2 separate regions of the Zea mays genome follow, and region 1 is linked to region 2. Evidence: chromatin contacts called from public Hi-C data. All regions are on one chromosome and are shown on one strand. The core of a region is the stretch at or near the end of the contact, and the rest is flanking DNA. Distances in the headings are between cores, read along the strand shown.

What was found. Hi-C and Micro-C count contacts between places; a contact is called where the count stands out from the background.
Region 1: a Hi-C map of ear shows a contact between it and region 2, with 2.2 times the contacts expected there. The contact joins the promoter of LOC100280683 here to the promoter of LOC100280216 in region 2. A contact is called at or near these places in 2 of 25 Hi-C or Micro-C datasets (ear and tassel).

Annotation. Positions count from the first base shown.
Region 1 is chr9:118,845,674-118,850,813 of Zm-B73-REFERENCE-NAM-5.0, forward strand. It overlaps LOC100280683 (crcB-like protein), which reads left to right and starts at 2,564. Exons shown (of 8, transcript NM_001153602.1): 1 at 2,564-2,669; 2 at 3,319-3,441; 3 at 3,591-4,094; 4 at 4,225-4,302; 5 at 4,637-4,735; 6 at 4,843-5,035. The coding sequence starts at 3,636.
Region 2 is chr9:118,664,934-118,670,758 of Zm-B73-REFERENCE-NAM-5.0, forward strand. It overlaps LOC100280216 (Tobamovirus multiplication protein 2A), which reads right to left and starts at 2,480. Exons shown (of 7, transcript NM_001153147.1): 1 at 2,424-2,480; 2 at 2,019-2,305; 3 at 1,540-1,639; 4 at 1,128-1,208; 5 at 918-1,022; 6 at 230-442; 7 at 1-140. The coding sequence starts at 2,251. The coding sequence ends at 33.

The DNA.
Region 1 (5,140 bases), core at 1,314-3,813, 180 kb after region 2:
AGGTTCAAGTTTGTTTATGGAACTCATACCTAGGATGGCGTTGTAGGGGTAAACCATGTCCACTATGTCGAATGTCACTTCTTCAGGCCTCACATTAGGGGCTGACCCAAGGAATAATGGTAGTTCTATTTTTTCCAAGGAAATGTTCCTTTTCCATCGAAGGTGTAGAGGGGGTTGTCCGGTAGTTGGAGGAGTTGTGATTGATGCCCATGCAGTCAATGCGGTCGAAGGCGTGCAGGAAAATAATGTATGCCTAGCTACCATTATCAACGAGGACCTTATGCAATTCCCATGCTATCACGTTGCATTGTGTAGCCATTGCATCGGTATGCGAAGCGCTACAAAGATCGACATCCCTTATGTCGAAAGTTATGGGGACATGAGACCACATCGTCTGGGTGACGGGTCCAGTGATGGTGACATGATTAACCTTCTGATAGTGATCTTTTTCTGTATTTTATTGGCATAATCCGTGTTGGACCCTCCAGTGATCATGTGGATGACACCTCGAATACGTGGTTGTGCGAAGTCCTCGTCTTCCTTTTGTTGTGGAAGGGGGGGTTGGTGGTTTAGGGGAATTATTTATGGATCGGCTTGAAGAGTAGGAATGTGTTCCTTGTATTTATGTGAGTGACACCGAGACCACCATCATCTTTTGCATAACAGACTTGTCCCCGACGCTTGCTATCCACTGCCTTCACGACCCCCGGGAGCAGTTGCAAGGACCCCATTAAGTAGATAAGGCTGTTGTCCAAAACTGAGTTGATTAGGACAAGGCACCCCATAAGATTTAAAAGATCCGCTTGACATCTAGCCAGGTACCTATCAAATTTCTCTACGAGGGGACTAAAGGAAGACAATCTGGTTTTGGATGGGGAGAGGGGTAGACCAAGGTATGACTGTGGGAAACCCACGTTTCTGCATCCAAGAATCTCAACACATTGCTGCACAACTACTTCATCCATGTTCATAGGGACTAAGACATTTTTGTGCTAATTTATACAAAGTCCAATCATAGAGCTAAAGTTGTCTAAGGTGGATTTAAGGGAGGCAACGTCCATAGGGTCCTCCTTCAGAACAATTAGTGTGTCATATGTGTATTGCAAAATAGCACAGGACCGAAAGATGTCAGAGGGTATCCAATTCGGCCGTCGCTTTTGATCAGGGCTTGCAGAATATCTGCAACCAGTATGAAACAAGTAGGGAGACAACGGGTCGCCTTGCTGGAGGCCTCTACCACACTGCCACTAGGGGCCAGGGCAACCATTCATCGGACAAGAGCTGATCTATCCAGCACATCCAGCGGTCACTAAATCCTCTGACGCGCAACACAGTGTGTAAGGCATCCCAGTGGATAGTATCGAAGGCTTTTGCAAAGTCCAGCTTCAACGCAGTAGCGGGGGTTTTCGGGGCTGTTTGGTTTGTGGCTAAATGTACCACACTTTGCCTAAGGTTAGTCGTTCGAATTGAAGAACTAACCTTAGACAGAAAAGTTAGGCAAAGTGTGACAAGTTAGGCATCAAACCAAACATGCCCTTCCTCTTATGACAATATTGGATAAGCTCCGGTGCGTAGACAAAATTTTCAGAAATAAATCAGCCTTTGTGGAAGCCTGTCTGATTCAAGTGGATGAGTTTGTGAATCTCTTGTTGTAGTCTAGTTGTGAGAATTTTTGAAATTATCTTCACAACCGTGTAGGATGATCTATAATATAGATATATTTTGTAATCAAATCAAATAGTTCACAATACATGTACATCAATATTCTCCAAACTTCAAAATGCAACTTTTATGAAAGAAATAAAAATGGGAACCATCCGGAGTTCCTGAAAGGGACAGGAAACCTTTTCGAGAACATATGGCACACGTGAAAAAAAATTGTAGGAGCGAGAAAGAACTCGTAACGAAGACCAGAAACAAATAATTAGTTTAATAAAATATAAGGCTAGAAAAGAAGAAAATATAAACATGTCTCTGAATCCGTGATAGCGTCGTTAAAGCGAGGGAAACAAGTGGCGTCTTCTGATTAGGCTGCTGCTGAATTGAATAGAGTTTGGTTTAAGGTCAAAGTAGGGTAAGCCAGGGTAATATCGTCCTATCGATTTTTTGGTACAATGCTATCACCAAAAATTACTTTGGTGTTTACTCCACCCCACATAAATTTCATCTAAACACTATAGAAAATATGATTATATCCTTCCATCGTCTTTATACGTCCAACCATACACACGAAAAAACAGTATCATCCCACTTGACAATTATTTTTAATTCTTTTCCTTTTCTATAATGTAGATAAATTATGTAATTACACCTATACGGTACCGAGTAGTCTTTTGATTGTTAATAAAGTTCACACCTTTTTACGGACCTCAAAATCTTAGGCATGACGAGTTAATTTTAATGTTTTTCTTTCGGCTAATTCCACCATTTAACATTTTTCGCTTATTTTTAATGCATACGGACTACGGTTTGGCGAATCATTACAGGTACGGTCAGTCTTTTTTTCCCTGAAGACAGGCAGCACTAAAACATTTCTCTGCCTAACTACTTCCCTGTACGTGGACGAGGACCAAGGAGACAGAGAGAAAGCCTGGCCGCGCCGCCCACCGTCGCCTCGTCAGTCGCCTCCTCCATCCTCCCTCCCCATCGACTTCCCAAATCCCAGCCAGGTAATTCTTGGAGCTCGTCTTTCCGGTTGTCTCCTCTTTCCTGTGCATCCTGCTGCTCCGAAAATCTCTCAGATCTCCTCGTCCTCTGGCCCATTCTCTTCATCTCCATGCATGGATGAACAAGAGACGGAGGGAGACAGATGCAAACATCGAGACTGGGTAGGTGTGGCGTCGTGCTGATCTTCCTCCCACCTTACTTGACCATGGAACCTTTAGAGCTAAAAGGCACCAGGCACTGATTATATTAGGTTACTTGTTAATTAACAATTAGCATCGCGATTAGACTAGACCAGTTGGTTACTAACAATCAAACAATTGGTATCGAGATGTCAAAGGCAGTCACCTTTAGTGGGATCGATACTGTTCTTTTAGTCTATTCAATTCAGTAGCAGTCTAATCAGAAGACGCCACTTGTTTCCCTCGCTTCAACGGCGCTGTCACGGGTTCAGACGTGTTTCTATTTTTCTTCTTTTCCAGCCTTACTTTTGATTAAACTAATTATTTGTTTCTGGTCTTCGTTACGTGTACTTTCTCGCTCCTACAATTTTTTTCGCGTGTGCCATATGTGTTCCCGGAAAAGTTTCCTGTCCCTTTCGGGTACTCCGGATGGTTCCCATTTTTTTTCTTTCATAAAAGTTCTATTTTGAAGCTTGGAGAACAGTGATGTACATGTACTGTGAGCTATTTGATTTGACTGAAGGAAAAAAAATGTTGCTGCAGTCTCCTCGATCTTCAGAGCTGTGATGTGATTTGTCCAGATACCTACAAAAACGTACCAAATCCTATCTTTTTGTCCTACCCATTGTTTGGTTCCCGTGCTTCCAGAATTTATATGGACTGTGGATTTTAATGGAAGAAAAGAAAGGAAAAATATGAATCATAAACTACTGACTCATGTCATAACATTGACTTTTTGTGTAGGGTTGTTATCTGTCTTTGTAGCAGAAGAAACAGTCCTAAAAAAGAATGGAGAGCTCCTCAGATAGGAGCAACGTTTCTCAGGGGAACCACCTGGGTTATGCGAGAAGCACATCCATGGATTCCACTGGTCCTCAGTTAGCTGGTAGGTCTAGCTCAATGTTGAGTAGGAGAAGTAGCAGACAGGGCTCAAGGGGATCCATCAGCCTCTCAAGGGAGATGGGGGACTCCATACTGAGCTCAATGAGGCATTCTCTTCAGTCGGCGGATCAATTGCTAGGAGACATCGATAGCTCAGTTCTGGCTCAACTCATCGAAAGTGGTCGAGTTCTATCACCCGAAGGCGATGTTGATGAGGATACAGTAAGAATCTCTGAACATCATAAGGTTGGCCCTGTTCCAGATGATGCAATAAAGCAAACCAGTGACAATTTTGCATCAGCACCTATATCTTCAGCGGAGACAAAAGACACTATTTCTAACGTCCTAGCAGATTCATCTACTAAGGTAAAGATAGTAGTGGAGTTGAGTAGCTGCTTGTCATTCTCATACGTGTGGTTGCTCCGTTGATATATTGTTGAAAGGTTATTTTTTATGTTATATGTGCTGGCATGACCATGCTTTCATCTGCCTGTAGGTTGAACCATATAAGCTTTCTCTGAGGCTAGACTATGCTGCTTACATGATCCATTTAGCTGTCTTTGGCTTTTTCGGGGTAACTCTCCAAAATCTCACATAAGGTTCTTTCTATGTCTTTGTGATAGCTGTTACATAATCTTTGCTGATCTAATGTAAATGTGGCAACACTTGCCGTTTCATGCTTTTACTAATGGAGGTCCTGGACCATTGAAATTTAGAGAAATCTTATATTTATATCTTTGAGCACATACTGTTCCAACCTAGATGTCTGCCAACACCAAGTATTGACATGTGGATGTTTACTCGTTTAGATCATTGAAGGATCTGGCGAGATTGCTATTAGAGGATGATTACCTATCTTGCATTATTCCGGTTCCCTTGGAGCACTTACGTTTTTCATAACTGATCAGGTATTCACAAGGTATGGGCTCCAAAAGCTGTTTGGCCCAGACTGTTTGGCACTCACTTCAGATCAAAGCCCACTTTACCCTGATCTTCCATCTAATATGGTATGCACAATCATTTTTATGCTCAAGTTTGAGTCAAGGAATTTAGAGAAACCACAGGGGGTTTTATATGTACTAACTCATGTTGATTGCCAAATTGCTTGGGCCAGCTTGGGTCTTTCTTGATGGGCTGGTTTGGTATCATTTTCAAGGCTGATATACGATACATATCTGACCATCTTATTGTCGGAATCACAACTGGATACATGGGAAGCCTTACAACCTTCAGTGGGTGGAACCAGAAAATGGTTGGTTTGTCTTCCAAAGGCCATTGGGTATATGCTATAGCGGGCGTAGTACTAGGTATCTGATCATCATTTTTATGATTAAGTGCAATATCTCCTAAATTAGATATTATCAAACAAAAAATATGAACAAAATAATCCTTCTGATGGCTAACAACACTGA
Region 2 (5,825 bases), core at 1,230-3,729:
CTATTATCTCGTAGGACCTCATGAAGAATTCTTCACATTATAGTGCATCGACTCCTTTCTTCAGCCCGTGGCGTGCCATTTTGCTGGTACCTGCTTGGGTCTGAAGGGTTGTATGTGAACTGGCTCGTGTCCAGACCATACTGCATTACATGCAAATATAACTGTTATCAATAGAAGAGACAAAGTACATCATAATCATAATACAGAAACAATCCATCAAGTAATGTACCTTCTCTCGCATCCTTTGGCTCCAGGCATCATTTCTACTTGCACGTTGATCAAGTGTTGGGACAGGAACACCAGTGGCAGGAACATTTTGGGTATGGATCAGTGGCTGCCGGATGGTAGGGCTTCGGCCAATTGCTATAATTTCGTCATCACTGTCATACTCAGCAGGTTTGTTCATTGCCCTGACAGCCAGAGCTAACAGCAAGAGCACTGCCTGTTGCAAATCAGTTGGCATAGTTTTAGTTTTCGTTTGGTGTGACTACCTACATATAACCTATACTTGACAAACATCAGAAAAAGGTGCTAATAGTTTCTTGCCCAACCCATTAATTATTGTGTAAGTTTTAAATTAGCTATAACTTGTTCATAATCAGCTGATTACAACAAACATAATAGCAGAACAGATCTGCATTGGACAAACATCTATGAATCTCAAGACAAAAAGCCAATCACTCCATATTCTATTAACAGGTCAAACGAAACATATAGTGCAGGATGATAACAAATTAAAAAGGGAGGATGTGATTTAGAGTTGGAAAACATTTACACGAATGTTATTGCAGCTTATGGAATAGAAGTTCAAGAAACAAATACCTAGTGGTATTGGAAAAATAAAGGGCACATGACTACATGAGCATCCTTTGAATTTATCTAAGATCAAAGGATGTAAGACTAGTCTCATCCCCTACCTCAAAAACAACAACGCCCAGAGCGACCCATCTTGCAATCTCCCAGTTTTCCTTCAGAAAGTCATACATAACATCAAAGTTATGTGTTTTGTCCACTGGAATTACCTGCAAAAGAAGTCTATTGATAACTACAGCTACTCAAGGAAATGGTAAGGCAAGGTACATTATAGTAGTTTAGTTCCTGAGATAAGCACCCAATAGAATACTCACATCTTTCCAGCCATGGTCAAAGAAAATGAATGCAGCAGCTGCAGCTTCAGCAAGGATCAACAATATGACCAAGAAAGCATACTTGTTTACAAGTAAAAGGAAACAAGCGTGTAATACTGTGACCCTATCATTATAAAATGCCAAGTGCCTTGGACGAAACGTTTTTTGGGCTGCAGAAATAGTGATAATCTTATTGCCTCTGCTACTGCTGTTCTATAAGAATTAAGATCAGCGTTCAGAGTAGCACAGAAACAAAATTTTGTTGGTTCACATGTTCAGCAACTAATAATATCCCGTCTGGAATTAATGTTGAGCATAATTCCAAGTACTTTTTAGTGTCTTGTGCATGACAAATGGAATCTTCTTTAGAGAGGACAACATAATGACGCCGAAGAGGCACATAACAGGATACGAAACACAAACAGCAGGTGTTTCTTGTCCCTGCTCCAATGCAGCCAAACAGAGACACCAAGATGACGATGGTGCCAACACAAATAAACAAATAAATAAACCTGCAGGGAACAGAGGCTATTAAATATGAAACACAATCACCTTGGCAGTAAAAACAAACAGAGAAAACCCACAGTTGCCAAACTAAAGAGTCAATGATACTTGGAACATTCAAATCCACACATAATTTACCCCCTACCCAACATGCTCACCAATAATCTAAAGGCGAGTAACAAATGCTTCGTCAGACTGCAATTTGGAACTGCGTGTTTTGGCTATCAATTGCATATTTCACACATTCACAGTTGTGATTGCCACCCCTACTAAGCAAACCTTGCAGTTCCTCTCAATCCAAAATCATAATCAATGGCGACATCACATGGACGAAACCAGTATTGATACATCAGAAAAAAAAGTCCACAGGCAAGGAAACCATCTCACCATGCTTTGGGTAGATTGTCGAGGAAGCTGTCACCGAGAATGACAGCCCCCAACAACGGCCGGCCAGAGACGAGCACCTCCGCCGTCGAAGCCCCGCCGATGCCGTCCTCGGATATCTTCATCCACTCGACGAGCAGGTAGATCCCGTAACCAACCATAGCGAGGCCGGCGACGGTGAGGATGAAGTTGAGCAGCCTGAGCAGGCACTCGAAGAAGCCCCGGCACGCCGCCATCTGCCCCCCGTCCTCCCCTTCCTCCGCCACCGATCAATCGATCGATATACCAATCTACCAAGTCCAAAAGAACGCTCCGATTCTCAGGGGAATTCCAACGAATCCCGCCCGAATCGCGCCGAATTTCGCGCGGCGGGTGTGGGGAAGAAGGACAGGAGGACGAGTTGATTACCTGGCGATGCTTCGCTTGCTGTTTGTTCTTCCGTTTCTAAATCTTTTTTAGGTTTTTGCGCGTGAATAAAATAAGATCACTAGGGTGGATTGGGGGAAAGGAGGAGGTGGAGTGGAGTCGACGGGGGAGCCCGCCAGGTGGCGTGAGGAGGGCCGTCGCCTGAGGCGATGGACGGAGCAGATCGATTGGGCTGGCTGCATTAGGAATTTGAGTTGGAGTTTTTTTATCGCTTCGGCGATGCTGGCGGGTAGTGCTCGGCTGCTCGCCATCGCCCATCGCCCCCGTGCGCAGGCCGCAGTCCGCAGAGGATATGCGCTGGCTGTCGGGCGACAGGAAAGGTCTGATCTGGCTGCCACCTCGGCGGTTTGTTCTGTTGAACCAGTCAGTCGCCTGCGCGAGTCATTGGCATGTGTTGCTGTTGTCAGCGTGATTAGTGTTTTTCCCAAAGCTTGGTTTGACGGCCACCCAGGGACGCCTTGATTTAGTTTAGCTTTACGCAGTCTGTTAAAAAAACTCAGGTTCTGTTTGGTTCCTGCAAATTGAGTGGAATTAGAAAGCAATCTAACGATAAACTAAAAAAACGGGAAACAATTTTTAGATGTTATTGTGATTGAAACATCTCCAAAAATCTTTCTAAATTTCACTATCTAAATCAACATTTATAGAGTCGTTTATATAAAACCCACTTCCTATAACTTTCCGATCTCCAACAATTTTTATATATCGTGTTTGCACTCTAGAGAGACATTTACATTTTTATCTTTATCTTTAGTTGGGGAGAAATCTGAAATAAAAATATGTCTATATTTAGATAATCATTTAAATAAACCGTTGGAGAGTATTTTTTTAATAAAAATACCTATTCTTATCAATTAGAAAGAATATAGAGAGTCTTTTAAAGTGCTCCGGTGGTATTCGAGCTCTTCTGTGCAATTTAATCTCAGTTCCATATTTATTTAAGTCATGTTGTGGATCTCTAATAACTACTTAGCTAGTATAACTCTTAGCTGTTTTACTAGAGCAAATATATTTTGGATAATTGGATTGTCTTGGTAGCCGGAATCCAAACGAGATATATCATCTAATTGTAGCCAGCTCTAAGCAACTCCAAGAAATTAGCTATATGGTTTTGCAAAGGTAAATTTAGCTAATATTAGAAGAAAAATGTCTTTAATAGACTTTGTAAACGACTCTTCAGATTTAGTGGCTCTCTATCCCTCTACTTTTGCTCCCTATTTTTGGATAGTCTGCTTCACTCTCTATTCAGTCTGTAGGTTTACTGAGTATGTTGGATTAGCCTACACTTTTCCTATAAAATATAATTTGGCTAATATTTTAGCTAATCTCTTGGAGTTGCTATAAGGGATGCAAATTAGCTCTTACTAGGTACGTGCCCGTGCGTTGACACGATAGTTAAAATCGGTATAAAATATAGATACAAAACAACAAATATCACTATGAATGCAAAATCTGTATAACAATATTACCGTAACACTAATATTATATTGACAATATAAATATGTAATATTATTATAAATACGCCGACTCAAATAGAACGAATTGGTGTCGAAAATCGTTATAATATCACACAAAATATTTCTAAATAATCAAGATACAATTTTAAAAAAATAGGCAAATATATCGACAATCATACACTAATCTAATCTTTTTTTAACGATATTGATAAGTCTGTTGTATGTTTACAGAGATGGTATATCGATACGAATTATCCTCGTGACTTAATAGATTGATCACAAAGTTCCTCTGAAGAATCAGATGCACAAGACATAAGAGAACAAAATATCAAATGGAATATTAAGTAGATGTACAAACTGACTCAAGATAAACAGAACAACAAACTGACTCAAGAGAAATAGAAAAACAAACCTGATTTCGTCTAAACCAGTTGAACATATTTATGTTTTATGATTCTATAAGAACACTGAAGTATCTTTTCAATTTTTCATCTCGAGTCATCTTACATAATTCTCATGATTATCCTAATTCAAGAAACAACACAATAGAGTGTGTAACAATATCAAATATCAAACATTGCAATATAAATTTAGTTTCATAATTTTCTATAAACTTTAGTAACTAAGAGGTTTCGCAAGATGCCCAACAAAGTAAAGCGCACTAAAACAATGTGCACCAACATATTTTGATGCGATAGGTTGCTAAGATTGCCATGGAACAACAAGTGTTGACTTACCTGAGCTACACACACACTCTTCTTGCTTTCTTATATAAATTGTGTGTAAAGTATTTATATATGTTGTGTGCTGCTGTATATACTGATACCACTTCCAAGGCAGGTTAGCGGTGTACATATCGAATGCTTGATGAAAAACAATCTTAGAAAAACAATCTTATGTGTAGTTACGAGGTCACACCGCCGGAGAGGCCGGCTCCCGTAATGCCTGCCCATTTTTTCGTGATCGCACACCCGCGCCTGCGGCGACGTCGACTCAGTGAGATGGGGTGGTGCCGTAGCACTACGATGCAGGATAAGCTCGCTCGCGTCACGGTGGAGTGCATGATTTGCTACAAAATGTGTGGTGGCCGACGGCCATTTGATAGGCGCACAAGTCAGAGAACTAGAACCTTTTTCTTTTGCAAATTCTTATGATATTGAATTAAAGTAGTTTGGCGTTCCTTACTCAAGGGTGCAGTAAAGTGATAAAAATAGAATGTTCTCTTTGCAAAACAATATTAAAATAAAATGCTAGACTCTGGTGGGCGCTTTGTAAACCAACATATACATTTTGTACCTTGCTCATGATTTGTATGCAGATAACTAAAACTAACCGCAGACCGAATGCATATAAAACTAAGCTCCTTAATGCAGAGAGCTATCTTTAGGTGGAGCGTGGGTTTACCAACAAGGCACTTGTGCTAGCTACAACTGCAAACTATGCACCTCTGTCTTTAGCAGATCCAACATCGCCTAATTCGCCCCCTGCTTGTGGCAGGGGCCAGAGCCGTTGGCGTCAACCTGCAGAGATCGACAACAAGAATCGATATTAGTAACTCTTCAGATCCTCTTTAGTAGGTTATATAATACATAGAGCAATGCAAGACATAATTTGATTAATACCTGTTTGTTGGGGGCCTTCATCTTCCGAAGGTCCTCAAAAACATGACTAACAATGTTTCCCAAAGTATAATATATGTGCAGGAACCTTCGCACATGGGATGAAGCTATATACAATGTGGAAAGCAAGGTCAGAACGAAGGTTGAACCATTGTTGAAGCCGTGTGCAAGGAAGCTTTGAATCAATAGCAAAAAAAGGAACCGACTTAAGGAGGAAAAGACTATTTAGTCCTCGATAGATTGTTCTTAAGTCAATACTAAATATGAAGGTGTCGGCGTTTCGTACCCGAGGGACCTTCAACCGAGCC